Linked DNA regions of Mus musculus: region 1 is linked to region 2. Evidence: chromatin contacts called from public promoter capture Hi-C data. All regions are on one chromosome and are shown on one strand. Each heading gives the region's core, a stretch centred on a gene start, on an enhancer-like site or on the middle of the called end of the contact. The rest is flanking DNA. Distances are from core to core; before and after follow the strand shown.

Region 1 (6,139 bases), core at 1,291-3,790, 880 kb after region 2:
GATGTTACCTTCTAAAGAAAGCACTAATATTTTGCTTTCTTTTTTCTTTTTTTAAAAGAATGACATCAGACTAGGGCATGGCAGTTCATGCCTGCAATCCCTGAACTTGATAGATCAAGACAAGAAGAAAGCCCAATTTTGTGGCCAGCCGGGGCTATAAAGTAAAATTCTAAGTAGCTGGCTGTCTCTTCCCACCCCCGAGGCCATGGCTCTCTGAAAGCCCTTTGCTGGCTCTGCTCCATAGCCGTGCTATTCCAAAACCCAGGCTCTTCACCACTATGCCTTCCATATTCAATCAGGCATCAGATGACTGGGGCCATCCTGATCTGACTCAGCAACCAAGAACAAACCTCACTGATGGGTTTTCAGGTGATGCTGATGATGGAGGTTGAAAGACGACCCTGCTTTACGGGTCACTGCATTAAGCTAGTCTTTCGATTAATAATTGATATGTAGGTAACCTTTGAAGCTTTGTCACATGAGGCTTTGGTGTGACCCACTCCAGAATACCTTATGGAGATATTCTGGAGGCTCCTTCAGAAACTAGCATCAGATATCCATTGCACAACACAGGAGACAAAAGATCCGAAAGACACCATTTGTTACCCTTCACACTTGATGGGACCTCACTTAGCCCTTGGCCATCAGCAAAAACAGTTCCTTCAAAAACTGAGACAATCATCTACTGCTTTGTAAGAGTGTAAAATAGCTTTTAAAAACAAGTAGTTAATGGCAATCTCCGTCCACAAATTTCATGCAGAAGAGACTTAAAAAAAAAAAAACCTAAATCTTTCTGGATAATTTTAAGAGTTTTTCAGTGCATTTGCCTGGCTCTTTGGCCTGTGCATGACAGTGATGATGATGATGGTGGTGGTGGTGGTGATGATGATGATTTTAAAAAGCTAGCACAGGGTTATCCTGCCGTAACCTTAGCTGTGCTAAGGTGCATGCTTTTTTACCATCTATCCTCACAGCTAATCCTATTAGCATAGACAATATTGTTCTTACCATTTTGTGAGGACTCTGGGGCTACTGGTGGTTCAGGACCTTGCTCAAAATCTCCTTTGCAATTAGAGAAGATAGGATTTCTGCATCTTTCTTTCTCCACACCTATGCTTTAAGCCACTATGTTATTCTGCTCAATACTCTGCCCTGTGTATTCCCTGTGAATTACAACTGGAAGCTTACTCCCCCTCATCTCCATTCCCAACACACACACACACACACACACACACACACACACACACACACACACTAGTGGCTTCTGACAAGGAATCTTGTGCTGTTTGCATCTTTTCTTGTTTCAAGGTCTTCCCTTCCTAATCAGAGACCGATTATTACTGGCCACCTGCCAGTTAAATGACTCGGTGGCAGCTATAGAACTGTTTCTCTGTTCTGTCCCCATGCCCTGAGATCTCTCAGCAAGCACTTGCCAAACTCCTGTGAGCTATGACGTTCCAAGGGCCATGGGTGTGTCAAGACACTGAGTGAAACCCAGTTCCCGGGGTTTGTGAGGCTCCTGGTCCAGGTCCTCACTGCTGGTGCTCTCCAGTTTATGTTGTAGAGGTGGACTGGACTCCCGATGCCCCTGGAGAAACAGTGAACCTCACCTGTGACACGCCTGAAGAAGATGACATCACCTGGACCTCAGACCAGAGACATGGAGTCATAGGCTCTGGAAAGACCCTGACCATCACTGTCAAAGAGTTTCTAGATGCTGGCCAGTACACCTGCCACAAAGGAGGCGAGACTCTGAGCCACTCACATCTGCTGCTCCACAAGAAGGAAAATGGAATTTGGTCCACTGAAATTTTAAAAAGTAATTCCATCCCCCTTGACAGTATCTTTTCTTCTACCCCTCCTTAAAAAGTAATAATTGCAAGTGTGTGTGTGTGTGTGTGTGTGTGCGCGTGCGCGTGCGCGTGCACTGAGGCTCAGAAATGTTTCTCATTTCCTTTGAAACAGGAACTCTCATTGGCCCATAGCTTACCAATAAGCTTTCTTGGTTAGCCAATAACATCCAGAGACCTTGTCTCAAAAAAAAAAAAAAAAAAATCTCACCCTTGTACCATGTAATGGCCAGTGATCCATCCACAGTAAAAAAGAAATAAATAAATAAAATAAAAATAAAAAATAACAAAAACAAATTTCTTTATTAAAAGAAAACTCCTAAATATTTAATTTTTCTTTTCTTTTCAAATGCAGATTTCAAAAACAAGACTTTCCTGAAGTGTGAAGCACCAAATTACTCCGGACGGTTCACGTGCTCATGGCTGGTGCAAAGAAACATGGACTTGAAGTTCAACATCAAGAGCAGTAGCAGGTAAGGGAGCTGCCATGATTTCTCAAGGTTTTGTGTGATCTACTTCATAACAAAAAGAAGTACAAACTGCCCATGGATTATCAGTGACTGGTAATGGAACAGCAAAGTCAATTCTGTATTTTTTTTTTCAACTTCCCTCTGCTCGCCTAAGGAAATAGCATGGAGCTTTAAGCCAGCCCTCTGAGACTAGTTGGCTGGGTAGTTTGAATTCACTCATCCGAATTGCCTGGCCGTGCTTCATTAAGGCTCACAGCACCATGGGGAGGAATTAAAAAGAAGCCACAGCTACAAATAACTGGCCAGAGCTCGACCTTGTGTCAAAAGCAGAATTGAGTGCTCCAGGGCCTTGCTGTTGGAAGCCCTGGAACAGATTCCAGAACCCTCTGAGGCCTTTCGAGATTTTCCTAGAGCCTTTTCAACTTCTTCCCCCCCCCACCCCCACCCCCCAACCGTTATTCTGAAGTTCAGTTTCCCCAATGCACTTGGGCTTTTCCTAAAAACATCATCTCCCAGGGCTGCAGAGCGGGTGTGTCAGACTGCTCTACAGCTGACTTTAGTCAGCAACTAAATCCCTGAGCCACATGGAGGGCAGGGAGTGAGCGCCCTGGCTCTCCCACTATTTAAATGAATAAACGGGGGACAGGGGGTGTGGGGGGGACGACTCCCTTTTCCATCTTTATCATGAATTTGCTATGACTTAACTTAGCTAAGGAAAATAATGGTTCAGGGTGACATCAGAGTCCTTGTTGCTTCTATGAGAATTTTCTGATCTGGTAAAGGTGGCCCCAAAGGAGACCAGTGTACAATGCAGATGCTTACATATAGAAACATGCCAGACCTCTATGTGCTTTAAAAAATTAGACAAGCACGATACATTTTCCTGCTAGAGAAATCTTGCACGTGTTCCTGAAGAAACTAGTACATGGATAAGGGTCAGTGGAACATTTTGCATAATTAGCAAAAGCATGCTCAAATGGAACATCAATGTGCATCTATTGAAATAAATAACTCAACTTTCGTGTTCTGTTTAGAGAACTCCCCCACAATACTTTCAGAGAGGAAAAAGACGTTACAAACTCATGCATATATATTTTTCATTTGTCTTTAAAGTTGTGCTACTCTTTGGATAAACTACATATGTACATATATGTCTGTGTGCATGTCTATCTTAAATATTCATTTGGAAAAACTCTAGAAGTAACAAACTGTGAACAATGTCTATATGTGGGACTCAGATTTGAGTAAAAAGGAGAATTGTGGCGACACGCATGTTTTCTTTATAATCATCTTTGTTGTTATAATTCTTTATAATTCAGCAGTTTCTCTTGCATTACGATATTTTCAGGTTCATTTAGGCAGAGATGCAACTTTCAGTCTCTTACAGCTAAGCTTCCACTCTGCAAAGGGCAAGGGGGTTTTTGTTTGGTTTTGGTTTTGGTTGTTTTATTCCACTGGAGAAATCCAACCAGCTGGACAGACTGGCCTCGGACTGTAGACACCAGGCACTCTATCTCTGATCTATAATACAGAACTCATTCTGTCTTTGCCATCAGTTCCCCTGACTCTCGGGCAGTGACATGTGGAATGGCGTCTCTGTCTGCAGAGAAGGTCACACTGGACCAAAGGGACTATGAGAAGTATTCAGTGTCCTGCCAGGAGGATGTCACCTGCCCAACTGCCGAGGAGACCCTGCCCATTGAACTGGCGTTGGAAGCACGGCAGCAGAATAAATATGAGAACTACAGCACCAGCTTCTTCATCAGGGACATCAGTGAGTTTTGCCTGGGAGCAGGTGCTAGGGAAGCAAAGACGATGTCTGCCACGTGTCCATGATACCCTGGGGCATAGGATTGGCCTGCATTCTTTTCCATTCTCCTAAAAAGCATGATACAGACACTACCCTCTTCATCTTACAGATGAGGAAATTAAAGGGTTAAGCTAACCTTTTTCCAGATCTCAAATCTCACAGACAGCAGACCAGACCCAGACCTGCCCCAATGGTGGCACCTAATGGATTATGGGTTAACTACATGCTTAGTGTAAAGCAGAAACCAAGCACAGGGAGGGTTCCCTGATTGCTGAGCCCAGATACGAGACTCTATTAAGCAGAATGACTCAACCAGTAGGGACTTCCGGTCTGTGCAGTGCAGAAAGGGTTCTAAAATGTAGGATATGGCCAATAATGGTGACTTCCTCGAGTGGAAAGATCACTCTCAGCAGATCCCTCACAGGTGCTGCCCTGATGCTCAGAGAAGTGAAAGAGCTATTCCAGAGACTAGAAGGTGGAGGGCTCTGTCAGCCAAGCTCAGGAGCCTAAGTCCTAGCTCCAAAGCCTGGCCAGGATAATAAAGGATGCTTGTCTTCTTCTGCAGTCAAACCAGACCCGCCCAAGAACTTGCAGATGAAGCCTTTGAAGAACTCACAGGTGGAGGTCAGCTGGGAGTACCCTGACTCCTGGAGCACTCCCCATTCCTACTTCTCCCTCAAGTTCTTTGTTCGAATCCAGCGCAAGAAAGAAAAGATGAAGGAGACAGAGGAGGGGTGTAACCAGGTAGGATTTATGCAGCCCATGTTGGGGCCATTGGAAAGATCCTGACAACCAGGTGCTTGCCTCAGGACCAGAACTGTGTTAAGGGCTCTCCATGTGAATCACACACAACCTATACAAAGTCCCAAAGGCAGCCAGTATTGCTGTCACCTCTCCACAGAGGCCAGGAAAGCTCAGAGAGGCTATGTTTTGCCCACGTTCTTCCAGCTAGAGCAGTGGCAGAACCAGTACCCAGCAATGGTTTGATGGAGAAAGAGATGGTTAGCTCAACCACTTCAATTCCTCCAGTATAGTCGATTGTCAATCCTCAACCAAAGTTGTTCATGATATAGAAACCTGGGATCCAGGAGCCTATAATGATTGTTTAAACTGAGTAAATATAGTAAATGCTAAAACATTGATGCTGGGACCCACCAAATAAGGATAATCTCTACTTCCTTAATATGAGCAATCATTTCACCTTACAAGATGTCCACCTTTACTGGGCTAATATGGTGACTTTCTACCTTTCGGGTCCTTAGCACAGTGATCTCTTGCTAGGTTTGAGGAACACTTTTATGAGCATTTAAGTCACAGAGCAAAGGATTCTTCCAACCTAGCATTGAGAATGTGATAGCAATTCAGCTCAGAGATTCAACCACTTCCTAAAAGCAGGAGCAAAAAATGGGATTATTTTGAAACAGATTTTAACTGCTACCTAAGTTTCATCCCTGTGTGTATGTATTTAATATACCAATCTTAAATAGGTAATGTCTAGTGCTTTCTACTTGCTAAAAGCTTTCTACGCATTTTTACATAAATGTTGTATTTAGCTGCTGCAATTCTTAGAGGCAGGCATCCTGGGACCTACTCATGAATAAGGAGAGACACAGAGAACCAGAGATATTTTCCTGAAGCACCACAGCTGTTTAGTAGCATTGCCAGGATTTGAAGTCACTTTTGTAAGCTGACAGGCATGGTAATTCTTGATGTCAAGACAGCTAAAGAAAGCTGGTCTCAGTCCCAACATCAGCTTCATATGGGAGTGGTTACCCATGGGACCTTGGGGTAATGCTGCTACTTCAAGAGGCAGAAGGGGGAGCAAGCCATTTCTGTTGGAGTTTACTAAATAGAAAAGTGAGAGTGGGGTGGTGGATGAATCATGCTGGAATATGAAGACCTGAATTTTAACCCCCAGAACCTCTGTAAAACTGAGTAGTAATGCCTGAACCTGGGCTCTGGAAAGAGGTGGGACACATACACACACACACACACACACACACACACAC
Region 2 (6,692 bases), core at 2,602-5,101:
AGGTGTTCTCAAACTCTCAGCAGCCCTCTTGCCCCAGTCTACTGAGTAATGAGGTAACAGAAATAGCCCTTTTCTGTCTCACCAGTCACTTTTGAAGGGGAAGAAAGAGCCAGGCTCTAGCCCAGGCTGGCCTTGAACTCACTACATAGCCAAACTTCTGAGTCTCCGGTCTCTACCTCTTGAGTGCTGGGGTGAAATGTGTGTGCCTCCACCTGGTTTATGTGATTAAACACGGCGTTTTGTGTAAGTGAGGCAAGTACTCTAACTCAGCTTTGTCTTCATCAGCCACTTCAGAAGATTTCTTTATTTTTATGTATGTGTGTGTGTGTGTGTGTGTGTGTGTGTGTGTGTGTGTGTAAGTGCTCAAGGAAGACAGAAGAGCTGGAGTTACCGAGAGTTGTGAGCTGCCTCACAAGAATTCTGAGAATTGAAGGCCAGTTGCTAGTACTCTTAACCACCAAGCCATCTCTCTGGTGTCCCATTCCCATAAGTCCCTTTTGAAGGAAACGAGCTAATGGCCATCCTTAGCAACAGAATGGGACCAGGAAGAGCTTGTATCACATGAAAGGGGGTGACAGGAGGAGGTCGAGAGAAAGTTTATTGCGGAGTTAACAGTCAATAGTAACAGGGTGGAAATACTAGACTCGCTGTCTCTAAGTGAAATTGGAATGGGCAGAGTTTTCTTTTCTTTTCACTTTATACGTGGTTAAATTTGAAGGTAGCTAGAATGTTTTTGCCTCAAACTTCTGTTTCCTTAAACTGCCAGCGCTTGGGGCAGAGGGTGGAAGAGCAGTCATTGGTCCTAATAAGCACTTAGTAAGAATTTACTTTTTTGAATGATCAAAACCTCTTCGCCGGACTGGACTGGGAGAAGTAAGCCTCGATACACTCTCTCCCAGCTGCCAGCACAGGAAATCGCCACTGCTGAGGGCACCTGCGGGCAGCCACCAGCCTCTAAAAGCATCAGTTTATTGGTGCAATGTGTTTTTGTTCTTCAGAGATAGCAGGAAAATGAGGGAGCCCCGAGGATACACAAAAGAGGGCTGGGTGAGTGTGTTTAGACTCCTCTTAAAACAGCTCCTAGAGAAAAGCCCAAAGTGTGTGTTTCTCCTTCTGTTATCGGCTTCCTTGATAAACTCATAGCTGATGTTTAGGGAAGGGGAGACAATAAACTAGTGAAGGATCAAGGCATTTCCTTTTTCCATATAGCCAGAATAGGGAGATTATTGCAAAAGAAATAATGGTTTTTTTCCCTTTAAATTAGCAAAACACAAACAATACTGTAAGGCGTTCATTGCTCAAGACGGGCCTCCCCAGCAAATGTAGCACTTGGGTACTGAAAATAACATTCACCACCCCCCCTTTTTTTTCTAGTTATGAAAGCAATATATGTTTGTTGTAGGAGATTTAGAAAACACGGGTCTACTGGCAGGGGGTAAATTAAAGATTTCCAGGACTGAAGATGAAACTGGGAGGCAAAGAATGCTTGCCTGGGATGTGCCAGTCCCTAGGTTCAATAGCTGGCACCAACTCCTTCCGTTCCCTCCCTCCCTCCCTCCCTCCCTCTCTCCCTCCCTCCCTCTCTCCCTCCCTCCCTCTCTCCCTCCCTCCTTCCCCTTCCCTTCCTTTTCCTTGCTCCCCCCATAATTATCACTCTGATTATAGTCAATGCTTTTATGGTTATTTTTCAATTTCTTTTGTGTGTGAATAAAGATGCTTGGAAAGAGTAAAACCCTCTTCTCATCTCCTGCTTACTTACAATATTGTGACTGCTACCCTACCCCCAACTCATTACATATTCATTCCTCTCAAAAAACGTCATAAGAAGATCATCCTTATCCAATTCCACTGCCCACGTGGTGTGTGTGTGTGTGTGTGTGTGTGTGTGTGTGTGTGTGTGTGGCCACTGCCCACGTGGTGATGTGTGTGTGTGGGGGGGGGCGGTCCGAGTTTTCTTTTTTGAGATGAGGTCTCATTGTGCAAGCCTTGGCTGGCCTAGAACTCACTATGGATACCAACCTGACCTCAAACTCTAGGAGGTGGAGTAGTTGGATGCAATGATACTTTGAAACTTGTTGATTTATGTTGTTTTTCAGAAAGATGGCATTTGCATTCCCAAGAAGGTTGTATATTTACCCACCTTAGGAGTCCCTTGGCAGTAGGGGAGAGATGATGACTGAGAACAAACTATGAGGACACATAGGTGCGAAATGCCACAAAGGAACCCATTACCTTGTATGCCAACCGAAAACATTAACAAACACTAAAAACATCTTTGATAAAGATCTGCTCCAGCTTTTAAAATTGTAGTTTGTATCTGTTTGTTATCTGTTTGTATCTATGTATCTGTTTGTGTATCTGTGTATCTACTTGTGTATCTGTTTGTATCTGTTTGTTAGTGAATAGGGCATGAGATTTTTTTTTCTTTGATGGCCTGCCTGTCCATGCTTTGCATCTGATTCTTCATGAAGGTCTTAGGTCACATTGATCTAAAGATATGCATACATGATTGCATATATATCACATTTGTTTAATCTCAGGTATTTTTTAAATTTTTATGAGGGCTCATAAATGCTAAAACTTCTTTTCAGTACAAGTTCATCAAAGCTAAAAAAAAAAACATAGAAAAACAAAACAAAACAAAACAAAAAACCCTCAGCCTAGACAGGGTTCAAACTTCTGTGTAACTCAGGCTGCCCTTGAACTCCTAACCCTTAAGCTACAGACAGCCTTCTGAGTGCTAATGTCGCAGGTATGCAGTACTATAGTAGCCTTTCAAAACTAAATTGTATTTTTAACCCGTAAAATTTTACTTGCGGCTTGATGATGGTGGCACACACCTTTAGTCCCAGCTCACAGGACTCTGTAGTCCTACAAGACCTCCCTCAGATCGCCAAGTTCAAGGCCAGCCTGGTCTACAGAGCAAGTCCCAGGACAGCTGGGGCTACACAGAAAAACCATGTCTCAAACCACAACAAATATCTATCTTGTAGAAAACTAGGCAGAAACTAAAGTCTTTTTCGTGTAATTATTTATTGACTGGTGACTTTCTAACGGGCCTAGTGGTAATCCTCTTTCGTGTCCTTTCTCATTTAATCATAATGTATCCCCAGCAGATTATTGTAGTTTGTATCCCTCTATTACCTAAAGCCAAGCTCTAAGTGGTTAAGACACTGGGTGAACAAAAACACCCAGGTAGTTGGTGGACTTGATTTTAAGTTAGTGGGATCACCAAAGGGCTCACAAAAATCAGCACAGCAGGATGTTATGCCATTATACTGCAGGCTCCAGAAAATGCCTTTCTGAAAACAAGTAAATTAAAAGGGCTTTCTATCCCGCAACCTGCCACAAGGACTGTTTCCCTGCAATGCTCAGCATGGATGCACGCTTAAGAGTACAATAAGATACTCACTGAGCCCTCTTTATAAAGAGGAACTCGTGCGTATCCAAGGGTGTCTTCTCTGGGGCTCCTGTGGGAATTGTTTGAAAATCTACCTCCCCATCGCAGGGCAGGCTGAAAAAGAAAGAAAGACAGGTGGAAGCGTCTGCAGGTTGGCAGGAGCAGCGCATGCGGAAGTCAGAACTTTCTGGGGGCGTCCTGGCCGCTGGATCCACGCGCGGCACACGCAGGTGGCGCCGCGTCCCCCGCGCTCCAGGATCAAGGGGGCAGGGTCACTGGGGATCGCCCCCAGAGTCCCAGGGAAGGTGAAGCCTAGCTTTCTGCCCGGGCGAGGGAGGAGGGTGGGCAGGAAGCGCAGCTCAGCGCCGGGGAAAGAAAGACTGCCATTCCCAGCCCCCCGCCCCGCGGGGCGCGGGGTGCTGGCGGCGCATGCGCGAGGCCCGGCCCCCAATTCCCCGAGCGAGGGAGGGAGGCCCCCGGCGGCCCGAACTGCGAGCCGCGGCGGGACCGAGCGCACGCAGGGGCGCGCCGGTGGCCGGGCGGGACGGGCTGCAGAGGCAGCGGTCGCGAGCACGCGAGGCCAGGGACCGGGCGGCCATCGGAGGGCACTACGTACCCGGTGCGGGAAGGGACCCACCACCCGCGGCCCCCCACGCCGGGACAGCGATGCGTGAGTCTGGCCCCGGCTCGAGGGCAGGATGTGCGAGCAGGACAAAGGCTAGGCGGCGGGGGAGGAGTTGGGGACTCTGAGCCAGTGACCCAGCCAGCCCTGGGAGAGCTACTACAGCCCGCAACTTTGCAACTTTTGCAGAGGGGCACATTGGATATTCTGCAAGTTGTTGCACACAGTTCCAGATAGCCCCAGGTTGGGCGGGCGGAGGGAGGGGAGCGGGGACACTGCTGGCTCTTCAGGACAGCGGGCGACAGCCAGCTCCACGGTGCAGGGCAGGAGGGGGCGCCCGTCCCGGACTGGGACAGGGACCGAGGAGGATCAGGGTCACTGAGGGCAGGGTGAAGGAAGAGTCTCCGATCGCTGAAGCTCCTGGTGTCCTCGCAGGGTGCGCCCCGAGATCCCGGTAGCTTCATAACTGCGGCGGTGATGGATGAGCCGTGGTGGGAAGGGCGCGTCGCCTCGGACGTACACTGCACTCTGCGCGAGAAGGTCAGTTCCTCCCCGCCCTTGTCACTCGCAAGGACTGGGTATTTAAAGTCACTTTCGGTCTCCTGTGGGTGTCTTCAGGATGCCCCGCATGGGAACTCAGCACTCTTGGTGCCCTTTTATTTGTGCGCCTGCTCTTTTACCTTCATGGGGAGTGTGGTCTTCTTCCAGGCAAAGGACCTGGAGATCCAAGAACTTGAAGTCGGTTTTTCACCAGCCACCTAAATGAAGAATAGTTCGTATCCCATTGGATTTCCTCCCGAGGTTACTTTACATGGTACAAGAATGGATTAAAAAAAAAATACTGTGTATCCATTACAGTGTGTAATTCAAAGACACATAATACCACCTACTATACATAATGCTGATTTTCCCTATCATTGTAATGATGTTGTAGCAATTTCTTTTAAAATATAATTACTAGACTAGTGCATAGCTCAGTGGTAAAGCAGATGCCTAAATAAATCTATGCAAACGTAGTAAAGTTACAGTTCGGTGTAAAGAAATATTAGGTAGATGGTGGGAATTCATTGTTAAGGCAGGAACTGAATGAAATTTAAAAGTCTGGCCTGGGGGCAGTCCTAGCACTGTGGAGACAGCAGAAGGATCTCCACAAGTTCAAGGTCAACTGAAGCGTCAGGAGGAGCTCCAGGAAGCACAGGGCTACACAGTGGGACACTTTGTCTCAAAACGAGAGAAAGAAAAGACACACTAGCCTTAACCGAAAGAGGTTGCAGACTAGAAAGCTAAGGGAGAAAACACAAACTCCCCTGCCAGTTGGCCTCCTGTGGTAGAAGGTGGGCTGGCTGAAACTTGATCCCCCTCTCAGTTCACCTCCTGTTGCTGAGGCTGCTGTTGGCCACTGGGAAACTGGGAAAACCCAGAGGACTGAATGAAGGCTTTGCCTCTTTCTTCCTGTACCTGGGCTGGGAAGGATTGTTTGGAGACTTGGTGTGAATGGAAGCAGAGCTACTGTAACAAAGTACTAGAGGCTGGTGGGCATCCGATTTCAGGATGTTGGAAGGATACAGAAGATCCGTTTGCTTTTGAGACAGGGTCTTGTTATGGAGCCCAGGCTAGCTGTATAGGTACTGTATAGTCCAAGCAGTCCTTAAATTCATGGTTCAATTGCCTCAGCTCTCTGAATGCTCTTAACTTACTGCCTCTGTGTCATCTCCTGTCTGAGAGTCTGTGTCTGTTTCCTCGTAGGAGCCCACCCTACCCGAGTAGGGTGTAACTGTACTTTAACTGGTACATCTGAAAGGATATGACTTTCAAGTAAGGTCACATTCTCAGGTTCTAGACGGACATGAATTTAGGGGAGAGGTAGTCTCGACTGGTTTGTCAGGCCAGTGTAGGTCAGAAGTTGTCTTATTGGGGCCCGTAGATCTCTGTAGAACTGGGCTCCCACTTTCAGCAAAACATACTCAGTGTCTGTGGCAGACCTGTTATAGAGTCTCCAGATTCAGGTGAGGTGAGAGAGGGGGACTTGACTCATTAGGGAGTGAATCTCTTCTAGTCACACAAATGCTTTATTTTATTTATTTATTTTTTCCTCTTTTCCTCTACCTGCTGACATGTCTCTGGCATTGCTTTCCCGTGTTCCTTTGCTCTGTCCAGAACAGAATGTTCCAGTCTGGGGATCTGGAGACAAAATTGGGTCCTGGTAGTTCTTTGCAAAAGCAGGGCATGGGAGTTTAACTAAGCTCTCAGAGGCCTGAGGGTCAGAAGTGCCAGGCCAGAAGGCAGAGACAGAGGCTGTACGGTAGTACGTGAAACAGTGTATTCTTAGCCCTTTCTAGAAGTATTGGCTGAACGCAGGTAATGAGGGCCACTGGAGAGCATGCTTCCCTGATTTAAGGTAGCTAAGTGGTTGTCATTTCTGCATGTACCTTAGGGCATGAAGGGAGGAAGAGGCTTTGTGGAAACAATGTAACTCCAGAGTTACTTCCCTGAGACACTCCAGGCTCGAAGCTGACCTTAGGGTCAAATCTCAAGTCCTTTTAGTTACAATGTCGCACTTCCTTCAAAAACTATCTGCTGTATTCTTGCTGCATTTTTCTCCCTCTTCAAAGATGTTTAAGAATGTTTAGCTTGGTGGAGTTTTGAGTGAGCATACATGATAAAGGGGCT

The links. Promoter capture Hi-C pulls out the DNA fragments that hold promoters and counts their contacts.
Region 1: a contact with region 2 is called in a promoter capture Hi-C map of pre-B cells, with 2.9 times the contacts expected there. The contact joins the enhancer-like site here to the promoter of Ccnjl in region 2. A contact is called at or near these places in 13 of 39 promoter capture datasets (the 3T3-L1 cell line, the HPC-7 cell line, cranial neural crest and 8 more), 4 of 115 datasets of contacts at active chromatin or transcription factors (embryonic forebrain, embryonic limb bud, forebrain and 1 more) and 1 of 9 other capture datasets (embryonic stem cells).

Annotation. Positions count from the first base shown.
Region 1 is chr11:44,406,256-44,412,394 of GRCm38.p6, forward strand. It overlaps Il12b (interleukin 12b), which reads left to right. Exons shown (of 8, transcript NM_001303244.1): 3 at 1,553-1,819; 4 at 2,206-2,323; 5 at 3,877-4,094; 6 at 4,696-4,874. Among named protein-coding and RNA genes, the nearest start is that of Il12b, 9.3 kb to the left of the region's middle. Within about 2 kb of position 2,541, at least 2 of the 459 cell types and tissues checked have an H3K27ac peak or open chromatin away from gene starts, as enhancers often do. A contact at or near this core is called in pre-B cells, where this site is marked.
Region 2 is chr11:43,524,898-43,531,589 of GRCm38.p6, forward strand. It overlaps Ccnjl (cyclin J-like), which reads left to right and starts at 3,852. Exons shown (of 6, transcript NM_001045530.2): 1 at 3,852-4,070; 2 at 4,458-4,562. The coding sequence starts at 4,500.